Linked DNA regions of Cyprinus carpio: region 2 is linked to region 1. The links are chromatin contacts, called in public Hi-C maps. All regions are on one chromosome and are shown on one strand. The core of a region is the stretch at or near the end of the contact, and the rest is flanking DNA. Distances in the headings are between cores, read along the strand shown. Region 1 holds the start of LOC109069915 (transcription factor MafB-like). Region 2 has its middle 77 kb from the start of LOC109069915.

What was found. A called contact is a pair of places that touch in the nucleus more often than the background predicts.
Region 2: a contact with region 1 is called in a Hi-C map of liver, with 7 times the contacts expected there. The contact joins the enhancer-like site here to the promoter of LOC109069915 in region 1. A contact is called at or near these places in 2 of 8 Hi-C or Micro-C datasets (liver and skeletal muscle).

What each region holds. Positions count from the first base shown.
Region 1 is chrB23:3,727,061-3,734,275 of ASM1834038v1, reverse strand. It overlaps LOC109069915 (transcription factor MafB-like), which reads right to left and starts at 5,911. Exons shown (of 1, transcript XM_019086514.2): 1 at 2,428-5,911. The coding sequence starts at 5,536. The coding sequence ends at 4,376.
Region 2 is chrB23:3,802,189-3,809,136 of ASM1834038v1, reverse strand. No RefSeq gene overlaps it. Among protein-coding and RNA genes, the nearest start is that of LOC109069915, 77 kb to the right of the region's middle. Within about 2 kb of position 2,141, at least 1 of the 8 cell types and tissues checked has an H3K27ac peak or open chromatin away from gene starts, as enhancers often do. A contact at or near this core is called in liver, where this site is marked.

The DNA of each region.
Region 1 (7,215 bases), core at 4,662-7,161:
CACCTGTTCTACACAAGTACTTGAAAGTCATGTCAATAACACTCTCAGGGGTCTCAGGGGTCAATACATCAATGCGTTTCACATTCTATCATTCTTATACCCTTCTACTTACTTTTACTCTTTTCCTTCCTTCTTTTGCTCTTTCCTTTGCATACTGTATCTTGTGCAAAGAGACAGGGGAATATATAATAAAAAAATAAAAATAAAAAACAGCATTCCACTCTACAATATACAGAAGATGCTAACGATTAGAATCAATAACAATTTGTGAGCTTATTGAACAAAAGCAACAGTGAGTGTAATTGATTTTTCCTTTCGACACTAAAATTTCATAATAATTGAACATTTAATCCTAAAGAGAAGGTAAAAGCTTGGTCTATGCATGTTGACTTTTTGACTGCGCAATTATCTCTGTTGATATTTACAACGATGAAATCTAATTGCAGCACATTTTAATTGATATTCCCATAACAGGGTTCACTGCTTACATCATTACAACTAGTAGTGCATGAGCACAATAGAATAAAAGAATTATGAAATAAACACTTTGCACTGCATGTCTTCTATTAATACAGTCAGTAATGTTTTTGTTATTATTATTATTACGGGTGGGTTATTGGGCAATAATGTGGTCTTTAATATAGGTGTGGGAGCTGTGCTCTTGGCTCAGTGCGGTGTCTGGCTCAGGCCTCGCTACTTTCACTCTGCCCTTGAGATTGTGCAGACACATGGCAGATAATGTTCTGACACCAGAAACTGAAAACCGTCAGGAAATCCTAACAACACTCTCCCTTGTCCTTCTCTCATGCTCTGGAGAAGAGCGGCAAATCTCTCAAAACAGGCTTTGCTTACTGTAAAGACCAAAGCTGTGCGCTAGTCACACTCACAGCAAAACCTTCATCCATTTCTGAATCCTCTTTAACATGGAATGATGTTAGTTAGAAATCAGTGCCAAACTGGATGTTTACTTTCTGTAGCTTTTTTTTTTTTTTTTTGATTGATTGATTGATTGGCTGAATATATATATATATATATATATATATATATATATATATATATATATATATATATATATATATATATATATTATTGTTGTTGTTTTGAACCCCAGTTCCAATCAATGTCCATATAGTAATAATAATGATATATTTGTTTGCTGTGCAATAGTGCTAAGCATTAGGGCTACACTGCATGTCACAATTCCAATTTGAGACAAAAGTCCAATTACACAAAGTCTTGCAGTGGTTTTTGTAAACATACAATTTAAAACTGTTTTAAATAAGATTAATTTGTGCGAATTCTGTCCTCAAACCTAAAATTACAATATCATCATATTTTGTTATAGCAGTTGTGCAACAAGCTAAGACAATAAAACTACACTGACATACAAGACAAGAGACAGTACTGAACGCTATCTATTTTCATAGGAAAAAAGATGGAAATATTCAATAACTTTTTCACATTAAGACTTTAAGGTATGCACCCATACAGAAATGTATATAAAAAAAATAATACCTCAGTAAGAAATATGCACTATAAGAGTAAACTATAGTTACATAATACATACTATATACTATAGTTACATATATACATGCTATTTTTTTTTTTTTTTTAATTTTCCGCGTGTTATCACACTGGCTTGAAACCGAATGCGCCTAATTGCATATGTATATAAACATTAGCAAATATCCAGACTAGTCGTTAAATAAGTTTGAAATATGAAAATGTTTGTTGTATCGGGTGTCGGAAGGGTTAATTGTCCTGTTCCCACAGTCTGGGCTTTGAGCGCAAGGTCAAAGATCTCATTTTACCGAGCGCACGTGCGCGCCGGATTTCTGCATGCGCTGCAAATCCTGCAGGTCGCAACACAACTGAAGGCCTAAACACACACCAAGAGAGAGCGAGACTTCGCACAGCTTCTGCTTTTAGCTTTAATTTTTTTTTTTCCTCTCTCTCTCCCTTTTTTTTTTTTTTTTTTTTTTTTCAAATTATGTAAAATAGTCTAAAACGTCCTTTTATTTCATAGCCGGTTTAATTAACCCGCTATAAACTAATACAAAGTAGTTCAACGTCTGATTTTCTTCTTCTTCTTCTTCTTCTTACCAAGTAACGGTCTATGTGTAATTCCATTTAAATAAAGCGTCAGTTTAACCCTCGAACATGAGTCCCGTCATTAACAGCAAGAGCGCATTTCTGCGTATGGGTCGTTTGAGCTCAAAGTTCAGAGAGAGACGGTCTGCAGGACACCACCCGCTCAAACAACCCCACGGAAATATCGTTCCTCTGCCAAATTTTTAATAAAACGGATAATTGATTGCTTGATTGCAGTGATGCGTGCTAACAATGCGGCATACAGTTAAGCCGAAATGTTGCATAACTTTGACAGACACAGGAATTGACGCATACAATAAGTGGCTACGAAATCAATGTCATTTCACTGACTTTAATAAGCAAAATAGGAAACCATTTCTTCCAAAAACAGCAAAAACTAAACAGAAACCAGCCTGAATGGAACAGTCCGAATTGAACTCTATTCTTTTTCCATTTATATAAACAGATTTGAAAATTGATCCCCTCATAATACATGAAATTAACAAACAAAACAACAACCCGCTGCTGCAGTTTACATTTGATTTCAACACAGTTGAATCAGTAATAAACCAAAAAGATTGTTAAATGCATGACTTTTTAACAATATTTCTTAGATGCAAGCACCATGCTTATTCAATATGATCTGACAGTTTGTTAATTTAATCATTAAAATAAAAACTATGAATCTGGCCAGCAGAACCAGAATCTCGACATAATAATAAAACAAATAAAAAACAGAACAATAACATGAGACATATATTTATTTATTTATTTTTTTAATTTTGAGATTATGCAGAACCTGAATCCCTTATTTTTTACTGACCGGCAGAAAAAAAAAATAACAAAGGAAAACATTTAACATTGATCATTGAAACTCTCCATTGAAATACATGCGTAGTTTACATGTTAGGCAATAATACACAAACCCCTGATTTAGGAAGCCTACACCCTCGAGCTGGATTATAATAACTACAGTTTGAAATGTTGGTTTATAAAACTGGCAGCTCATATAGCTAAAAAAAAAAAAAAAAAAAAAAAATTCGATGAAAGTGTGACCGTTCGTTGAAGTCCTACCCATCAAAAAAGATACGACCTATAAGTATTGCTTATGTTATAGAAAAGCAATAGATTATGCAACAGCCTGCATGAAGGAAAAAAGAAAACACACACACACTTGTGTCTTGCTACAACTAGGCGTGAGACTATGAGCACCAGTTCAAATGAAAGGCGTGCTTTAAATTCACCTATGACTAAATGTGCGTGTGCGGGATGTCTTTCTCAAAGGCGGTTTCTGCTAAAACAAAGAAACAATCAAAAAATCGAAATGAAAACTGCCAATACCAAAATCATTCCCCCCAAAAGTGCGCTTCTTTTACAAAGTTTGCTTGCTTTAAATGCAACTGCAAAATGCCCGTTACTGGAAATCCATTCCCAAAACATGAAGCTAATCAGAAAAGTTTGGAAAACAATCAGCTCTTCGACGTCGGTTTGTAGGTTTGCTGTTGCATATATTTACAAGTCCAAATGAACCCATACAATGAGCGACCGGAGAGCCAGTCTCATATCCCCAAAAAAGAGCTAGAGATCAAAAAACATGCTCTTTATGATACATAATGAACAGAAAGAAAGAAAGAAAGAAAGAAAGAAAGAAAGAAAGAAAGAAGAGAGTGTATAAAATAGAAATTATTACCATACATGTCCAGCATGCAGGATTAATATCTTAATGCAGATTTATGTGTTTGTTTTTTGTCGTTTTTTTTTTTTCCTTTTTTTATATATATATATATATTTATATATAACCAAGCAGGCAATAAACCAATGAGATGTTGCATAAAGTTCCCCCTGTCGCGTTATACAGGAGGAGTAGGGGAGGTTTGCATATTGTGGTGCTCTCAACTTTTCTAGCCAAGTGGAAAAAAGTCCAAAGTTTCTCTTCCCGCTTAGCACAAACAATTTTTTTTTCTTTTTTCCTGAACCACCGAGAACAAACCAGACGATGGAAAGAAGGTTTTATCTGAAGTTATCCTAAGTACAAAAGCCAGTTCTTCGCTTTTCTTTTTGCTGTGAGATCTCTACGAAAGGGGTAAAAGTCCTACTACAAGCAACTAAACTACATTTCCCAGAAAACATTCTAACATGTTCTTCGCATTTTAGTTGCCAAGATCGGTGTCGATGATTACATATGAGATTATTATTTCTTGTGGATTATTCTTCTAATATGAGTACTGCTGTTATCTGAATGAGCGCAAAGTCTCTCAGGCATAGGAAACACACACTCACACACTCACATGAAGAACTCTGGAGAGGACGGGTTGTCGCTCGTGGATCCTGCCTCGCGGAACCCGTTCGCTCCGCTCAGTTTCTCACACTTGAGTTTGTAGGCGTCTCTCTCTCGGGCCAGCCGGTTGATTTCTTGCTTGAGCTGCTCTACCTGGTTGATAAGCTGCGTCTTCTCGTTCTCCAGCACGTGCTTCTGCTGCACGCGCTTGTAGCGGCACGACTGCGCGTAACCCCGGTTCTTCAGGGTTCGGCGTTTCTGCTTCAGGCGGATCACCTCGTCCTTGGTGAAGCCCCGCAGGTGTCGGTTCAGCTCGCGCACGGACATGGACACCAGCTGGTCGTCGGAGAAGCGGTCCTCCACGCTCAGGCCGCCCCCCGCGCCGTGGTGACCCTGCTGGCCGGGGTGGTGGTGGTGGTGGTGCCGGTGGTGGAGCTGCTGGTGGGACCCAGGCGAGATAGGAGAGGGGCTGTCGGGGTCCTGACTGTGGTGGTGGTGGTGATGGTGGTGACCTGGCATGTCATCGGGGTGATGGGGCATCGCACCGTATTGTTGGTGTTGGTGGTGGTGCTGCTGTTGCTGTTGCGCATGGCCGTGGTGGTGATGGTGCGCTCCTCTGTATCCCTCGAAGCCTCCTGCTTGCAACTGCTGCTGCACATGAGGGGGCGGAGGATGGCCGTGCGCCGTGGCACCTATCAGAGCCTCCACCGCGTCTTCGGGCGTCAGGCTTAACGTCTGCGGGTCGATCTGCTGCGGATACGCGCCGCTGGGCATCCAGTACAGCTCCTCCAGATGGTTCTTCTGCTCCGTGGGGCTGAAGCTCGGGGAGGACGGCACGGAGCTGCAGGGGGTGCTGATAGGAGTGGAGGACACGGAGCCCTGCGGCTGGAGGCGATTGCACTGCCGTATGTTGGAGCGGTCGAGTCCCGCCATGGCCTCTTTCTTCACCTCGAATTTCATCAAATCAAAGTCATTGACATATTCCAACGCCAGCGGGCTGGTGGGCAGCTCGTGCCCCATGGTGAGATCGGCGCTCATCGTGTCCCTGTTCTTCAGGAAAGTATTTACCAGCGTCGCGAAACCCGACTTTTGCTTTTCTTCCCCCTCTTTGCGCATGCAATTTTCTGGATGGGTCTCCGAACGCGACGCGCTCGAGCGCTGGAGCATGCAGAGTCGCTCGAAATGTTCAAACGGGAGAAAGCAAAATAAATAAATAAAAAATTAAACTTTATGGACTAATGCACTGCGAAAGACATTTGCCTCGTATGGACGCGCAGAGCTCGACAGCTGCAGTCTTTGGACAGGACTGGAGAAAGTCAAGTCTCTGTCCCGTCGCCGCGCTTGAATTCAAAACATAAATAAAAGACGAAAATGAGTACCGGACAAGGGCTCCCGTCCCGATCCCGGATACTCCAAAATATGTCCTTAAGCCAGTGAAGCAGCGTTGAGGTGGATGGGTGCTGTGTTTTTCCAGCTCTGCGCCGCAGAGAGTTCAGCTCACACTCACTCCTGAGTATTCAGACTGTAGCAGGACGCCAGAGCCCTCTGTACTGTTATAGTCTACGCGCGCGTGACGTCAGAGGAGACTGGCGACCAGTCAGATCTGGAGAATTAGCATAATGATCGTTGTTTGTGTGTTGTCGGCTGACGGGATGAAGAAAGGGAGAGTGGTATTTCGTGTATTGACTGATTGGAAATGTGCGCGCCTAACGAGAAGCCGTTCTGTACTACATACAAAGTACAACATACTGTAACTGGGCATATTTTCAAAACGTTAGGTCCTTTTACTCCATTTACTGCATCCAGATATTTTCCCTTTATTTGAATTTAAAACTACATATAGGCTCTAAATTAGTTTCATTGTGCGTTTAAAATGAAAGCAAACCTTGAGATGCTTTGTGAAAGTGTTTTAAAGTATAGACCATACAGTCTGTGACATGCAGCAGCAGGTTGTTGCATCAACCAACGTTTGCGCAATAGCCTACTTCAATACAATTGTCGATAAATCCTGATAATAGTATAGCCTTTTGTCAGAATTACTCAATTAAACAAACATGTACGTGTTTGTGTCATTTACAAGAACAAAAAATGTATTATTACTTAGCATAGACTATTTATTAAAATAAATAGGCTATTGCAAAACATCATGGAGATAACCAAAGTCCTCGTTGTAGAATAGCTATGTTAATGAGGACGCCCGGGACCCATCAGGTGTAGGCCTATGTGTTATTGCGATATTTATCGACTCTTGTATTTTCAACACGACAAGCTGATGTGAAAGGCTGGAATTGCGCTGCGGGTGACGCTAGATTCAGGAAAACTCACCCAACGCTGCCCTCATGTGGCGCTCAGCTTCCGCGCGCTCCTCTCGTGCGCTACTGCTAGTCAAGACTGTAAAATGAGTTTATCTGTAAATAAACTATAAGGAATAATGAGAATAAATAAATATGTTGCATAACTGTGCACTGAAAAGTTGTCGCATTGTACATCAACGAGTGTTTCGATCACAAATCTTTCATAGCATGCATGATTACAGCGTTGTGTTTAAGACTAGTGATTATTTTTTGTTACGCACAAGTCATATACACAAACACATTATTTATTAAAACTGCTTAAATATTGGCCATTTCTGTAAGTACAATGCCAATGTGACTAATTAGTAAGCTACTAAGGAACTTTTGTTTTTATTCCTTTTTCAAAGACTTCTTCCATATTTGCATTTCTTTCATTTAATTACATTTTCTCCTTCCCTTCTTTTTCGCAATTTTTATTTGACTCTTGACGCAAAATGCATTTTAAGATTCGCCATTTAATATTATGCATTGTCGTCTTTGATCAGGTATGAT
Region 2 (6,948 bases), core at 892-3,391, 79 kb before region 1:
GAGGAAGACCAGAGACAAAGAGTTTAAAGAGACTAATGAGACTAACACAGAGTACAACATGAATAACATGAATAAAAGTCGTATTCAGCCTAAGAAACTTTCTGACATGGTCTTGGGGCTTTATAAAAAAGGTACAAAGGCTGCAAATATATAGTAGCTCTGCCATTTTAAAGACTGCATTTTTTTATGAGTGAGTTTTTAAATGAACACAATAAAAATACAATGCAATAAATCACCATCTGTAATTCTAACTGTTCATGCATCAAAAAGATGTTATATTTAGTCTTTTGTTTAAAGATAATTATAGTGAAACATTTTATAGTCTTATAGTCACGTCTGGAGTCATCTAATATCAGTGTGTGACTTTCTTGTGAGCCTAGGTTGAAAAGTGCAACCCTTTTCTGTTGCTTTCACATACAAAGACATCTGTCAGTGTTTAAAACACATTCCACCCAAATGTGTGAAAAAGTCAGTCAATTTCAGGGTTTGTTTGTTTGGAAGTATGAAAAAAAAAACAACTAAAAAAGTCTTACTCTATAGTGTCTCTTCAGCTGTTATGAAATCACAGTTTTTCCAGAAGTTCAGCTGTGTTTCCTGTTGAATGTATCTCCACCAGAGGGAGTTAAGGTTGAAGTGTTCATGTCCAGACCAGCTTGTGTGTGTGTGTGTGTGTGTGTGTGTGTGTGTGTGTGTGTGTGTGTGTGTGTGTGTGTGTGTGTGTGTGTGTGTGTGTGTGTGTGTGTGTGTGTGTGTGTGTGCGCGCTCGCACATGTGTGTTTATTTCGAGGTTAGCCTAGTTTCACCAATCACACTGACGGTTCATGGCAGCATGACTGAGTTTACTTCAGTTTAAGGAATATAGTGTTGCATAAATATATACAAACTCACTCTCAGGACACAGTAATGGAGGTAATCACACACACACACACACACACACACACACACACACACACACACACACACACACAGAGAGATTAACTGCATGCTTAGTCATGTTTTCAGCAGGCACGACAGAAAATGGTTCAGCAAATACTTACATAACCCTTTTAAACTGCTTTAATTTTGCCATTGCTGGTAAAGATGCTAAATAGGTACCAAAAAAAAAAAAAGAAAAAAGCCTGGCACTACTCAGCACCTTACAAAAATATTTATGAAAATTACCCAGGTAACCACAGATACAGTTTTGCTTGCTATTAGAATGATAATATGTGAGTAATATGAGATCAAAAATTTCCAGCTTCAAAATATTTCTGTCATTTTGTTTAATTTCTATTAATTATGACAGTCATGGCTAATTGTGATGTTTTATCTGAAACTATGGTAAACACAGTAAACTGGTATTATAAGCAAGTTGCTTGTGCACTTGTAGTGTACTTCAAAAACTTGCAGAATACATTATAGTCGGTTCACACTTGAGTGTATTATTTTAAAGTGCATTATTTTTTGTATAAGTATAGATATACTGTAGTGTACTTCTTTTTCAAAAGGGTTTGTCTTGTTTTGGGTTGATTCTGCTTCTGCAAGATGACATTTTTTTCTTTGCAGTATTAAGGATGATTATCTTGTTAACTGTGTAATTGTTCATGACTAGCAGATATGGTGAGCAGCAGGCATTGAAGGGGTTAAGCGTGTGTCTGTGCAGAAAGCGAGGGAGTCGACATCCTGGCAAGCGCCAGTTTACACAGATGGAGCCGCTCTCTGAATAAACCACAAAAAATTCCTTTCCCCGTCCAAGATAGCACTTCTCCAATCGAGGACATGATCCTCGTCTCCTCGTCTCCTCGTTCCCTCTCGCTCTGACTACAAAAAACACAAGCGGCAGGCCAGGTCAGACGAGCCTCGATGGTGCCCCGTATATATCAGCCCCCTTCACATGCCCCATGAGCGCCTGGAAAAGAGCAAACAGACCAGAGACACGGAACAACAAGAACAAAGCTGTCTTTCTTCAATTCTGAGCATACGAAAAAATTACAAGTGTGAATGAGAGAGTTTTACTCTGTGCTGGTGTTGTGTGACCTTTCCACAGGTCATCCAGCGGTCTTATCAACAGACACACTCCAGGCACTGGACTTTGCTTCTTTGGCTCCATTGATAAACAATGAAGATCTGCTGCTCAAGTAGTTGCTTACAATGAAATAGGTCTTCATTTTAGTTAAAGGCTGGACTGTATCCTATAATATTTGGTTTATTCACGAATTGGAAGGGTGTATCACTCACACAGAGCTGTAAAGTCTCTTTCGGATGACTCATGTCAAGGCTTCAGTGCATCTTTCAACACACAGGTCATACGCGCTTTGACCTCAATGTGAAGAGTGCTGTGGATAACATCACGGAAGGGCAACTTTACGAGACGGCTAGGTAGCAGAAAACTGGGAAGTGTACACAGTAAACAATGAAAGTAGTGAATGCTTGAACGCATGACATCACCCATTCAAACTGAATGAGAATCGTTAACGTCAAGTCGCCAACGCCCTGTGTGAATGCATCGTTATACCGATGATGTGACAAAATCACTTATAATCATAACATATTTCGTGTTTAATGCACAACTATGCAGATTTTCGACCAATGAGAGTTCACTGTGGGTGGAGCTACCCATTATGTTTAATGCATAGCTATGTAGATTTTCGACCAATGAGAGTTCACTTTGGGTGGACCTAACTGTTATGTTTAATCACAGCTATGTGGATTTTCGCCCAGTGAAAGTTTACTGTGGGTGGAGCTAACTGTTATGATAAAATCACAGCTACAGTATATGGATTTTCAGCCAATGAGAGTTTACTCTGGATGGAGATAACAGTTATGTTTAATCACAGCTCTTTGGATTTTCAACCAATGAGAGTTCACTGTGGGTGGAGCTAACTGTTATGTTTAATCATAGCTATGTAGATTTTTGACCAATGAGAGTTCACTGTGGGTGGAGCTAACTGTTATGTTTAATCATAGCAATGTAGATTTTCGACAAATGAAAGTTCACTGTGGGTGGAGCTACCCATCATGTTTAATGCATAGCTATGTAGATTTTCGACCAATGAGAGTTCACTGTGGGTGGAGCTAACTGTTCTGTTAAAATCGCTGCTATGTTGATTTTCATCCAATGAGAGTTCACTGTGTGTGGAGCTAAATATTATGTTTAATCACAGCTATGTGGATTTTCGACCAATGAGAGTTCACTGTGGGTGGAGCTAACTGTTATGTTTAAATCACAGCTACTGTGTGTGGATTTTCAGCCAATGACAGTTTATTGTGGGTGGAGCTAGCCATTATAACAGTTCACTGGAGTTATGTGTTCACCAGTTCACCAGTTATGTGACAAAATGAGTTCAACGTGATGGAAATAGAAGCCCAGTTACTAAATACTTGTATTTTTACACATTTTCTGCATCTACTGGCAAAATGCATGACTTTGCACCTGGTCATGTCTATGACTTGAGTTGATCTCCTCTTAGATCTAATATATGTGCAGTTTCCAGTTGGTGTTCTTTGGAAAATGGTTGTCCCATTTACTGGCATTGAACGAGACAGGATTTGCCCTCACCCTCTATATTGAATCCAGATTCTTGAGACCTGATCTGAGCTGTTAGACTACTGTGTGCTGCTGTAAAATAAAGAGGTGCCACAGGCCTGTAAAAACAGCAGGAAAGAAGCAGGGGAAGGTTGAGTGTGTGTGACAAAGAGAGAGAGAGAGACTTCTGTGTTGGGCTACTAATGAAGCACTGTCATCATTAGAGAATCAGGAGGAGGTCTGTAGACGGAGAGGAATGGGGGGTTGGGGTTTGGAGACAGCTAGGCATGAGAGGAAGGGGAAAGCGGTAAAAGAAAGTATTTCAGAGTGGATTATTTTTATATGTTCAGGGGAGTGGTGTTTGGTGGACTTCTGAAGTGAGGAGCCCACTCTCCGCGTTTGGTTTCAGGCCAATGTCAATTCATGTTCCATTTGATGTTGCCCGTTTCCGGGATGAAGACACATTAAGTTAAATTTAACTTACAAGAAGCAACCAAATACTATAACAACATTATAGTATGTTTATATGAACAGAGTGTTTATTAACATAAGTCTAATACAACATAAGTCTCATATATATATATATATATATATATATATATATATATATATATATATATATATATATATATATATATATAATATATATATATATATCTTGTGTTCATCAAGACTGCATTCACTTGTTAAATACAGGAAAAACAGCAAGATTGTGAAACATTATTCTAATTTATTATAACTATTTTTTTATTGTAATATCTGTTAAAATGTAATTTATTCCTGTGATTAAAGCTGAATTTTCAGCATCATTATTCCAGTCTTCAGTGTCACATGACACTGCTAACTGCTGCTCAGTTATGGGTGCTATTAATAATGGTTCTTATTATTACTAAGGTTGAAAACTTGAGCTTGTTTTTGTGGAAATAATTTTTTAGGGTTTTTTGATAAGCAGAACAGCATTTATTTGAAATGAAAATATTTTGTAACGTTAAAAAAAGTATTTTCTTTCACTTCATATATATTAAAACTTATTGACACCAAATTTTTAAATGATATTGTATCAGTTTCCTCACAAAGACACACACACACACACACACACACACACACAATTTAAAATAAAATTTTTTGACTTTAGTTTTAAAGTAATACAAATAAATAAATAAATAAATAATAAATGTTTTAAACATAGCAAATAGTAAATACAAAGAAATGTTTCTTGATCAGCAAATCAGCATATCAGAATGATCTCTGAAGATCATGTGACACTGAAGACTGGAGTAATGATGCTGAAAATTCAGCTTTGTATTGCAGGAATAAATTTCATTTTAAATGAAAGCTGCAAGCAGCGATGAAAATGCCTTTGCACCCGGGCTCATCGCCACCTGGTGGCTTTAGAAAAACAGCTAGCGGTGGACAATGTGAATTTAAAGTGATAAATATAGGAGGAATATGTCAAAGTCATTTATATGTGTCAAACTTCCTACTGCCAGCTGGTGGCGCTATGACTGTAACTTAGTAAGTGTTGCTAGCATGTTTGAGCATGTTTCTGGCATGTTTAGCACACAATGGCATATTTTACTGTATTGCTTTTAGTGCATCACAGTGCTAAACATGTCACTTCCTGTTGACAGTAGATGGTGCTATGACTATAACTGAACCTTGGCATGTCATGTGTTTAGGCCACGACTCTCATCAAAGTCCATAACAGTGTAAAACATGTCACTTACTGTTGCCAGCAGGTGGCGCTATGACTATAACTGAATATGGGAATGTAGATGTCTTCAGGCCAGGACTCTTATCAAACATGTGAAGTTTGGGGCAGATTGGACACTGCAAGTCTGAGTTACAGCAACTTCCTGTTTCATTGCATTAATACAGCAGTTCTCAATTCCAATCCTCGCGCCCCCCAGATCTGCATATTTTACATGTCTCTCTTTGTGAACATACCTGATTCAGATAATTCATGAACTGTGTTCCCATTGACATGCTCCCTACACAGTGTTCATTGCTCCCTACTCCCTGAGCAAGAGAAATCTCTTGGAGTTTACTTCATTTCTGAACATTCATTCACGGATTTGCGCTGCACAACGCCTTCACACACGGACAAGTGTGACATCATATACCTCTGTAAATAATTTAAATTTAAATTCATGTCTCGCACACTTTAATGCACTTTGAATGGAACATATACATTCACTTCGAACTGGAATCATGGCGGAATATCCTGTGATGTCCACTTTGCAGGGCACTTACGTTCGAATAGAGCAAACGTCTGAAGCCATAAGAGAAACATACAAAATGTGCATAGCAGGGGGGTGCGAGGACTGGAATTGAGAACAGCTGCATTAATATCATGTTAAAACATGCTAGCATATTTTAGCATCTTTCTAGCATGTTGCTAGCCTATTTAGCACTTGCTGACACTTTTTAATATGTTCCTAGGAGTCCATAACAGTGTTAAACATGACACTTCCTGTTGCCAACAGGTGGCGCTATGACTATAACTGAATTTGGGCATGGGTATGTGTTCAGGACAGAACACCTATCAAACGTGTGGAGTTTGGGGCAGTTAAGACATTGCTTGCCTGAGTTACGGCAACTTCCTGTTTCATGGTGAAACATCAAAATTTGTCAGGCCGCCAGGAACACAAACTTCGATGAAAACTCAAGACCTTTGCAATATAGCATCGTAAAGGCCTTATGATTACACTCTGAACAAGATCCGATTAAAACTGTAGGAGGAGTTTATTAAAGTACGAGGCCTGAAAATGGCAAAAACTGCACAAAAATCGTACAAGGAATTCAAAATAACGAACTTCCTGTTGAGATTTGTACCAAGATACGTTTATGTATGTATAGACAGTTTCAACGGCAACAACATAAACAAACGTTACTGTGCATGCGCGCTTTTATGGCCACAACTTAACTTCCGGTCGGTAGACTTCAATAACAACAGCTAAGTAGTCCCTCTAGAGTAGATTATTTTTGATAACAAGCTAAATATGTTTGCTGCATAAATCAGAATTACTGAAAATGCAAATTCATTCTCTGCCAGCAGGAGGTACTTTAAGCGGGAGAAACAGAGGTTTCCCTAGTAACTGCTTTATCAGACATTACATGCAAGAAGTAATGAAAATGACATCGAAAATTGAATAGACTAATTAAAGATATTCTTCCTTCAGAAATACAGTGATATAAAAACACCCGCACCTCGTTTTGATTTTTAAACGTGCAGTACGAGCTCATGTTTATTCAACGAAGCCTTTTGGAGCGCCACAAATAAATAAATGTATGGATAACACATGCCACAGCACAACCACCTGAGCCCAACTTCAGTCTACTCATCACCTTAACTTTAACTGCATTTGTAGATGGTGCCACAGCCAGACTGATAAACAAACACAGACCGGAACTGGCCAGGCGTGTGCGCCCGATGAAACCGT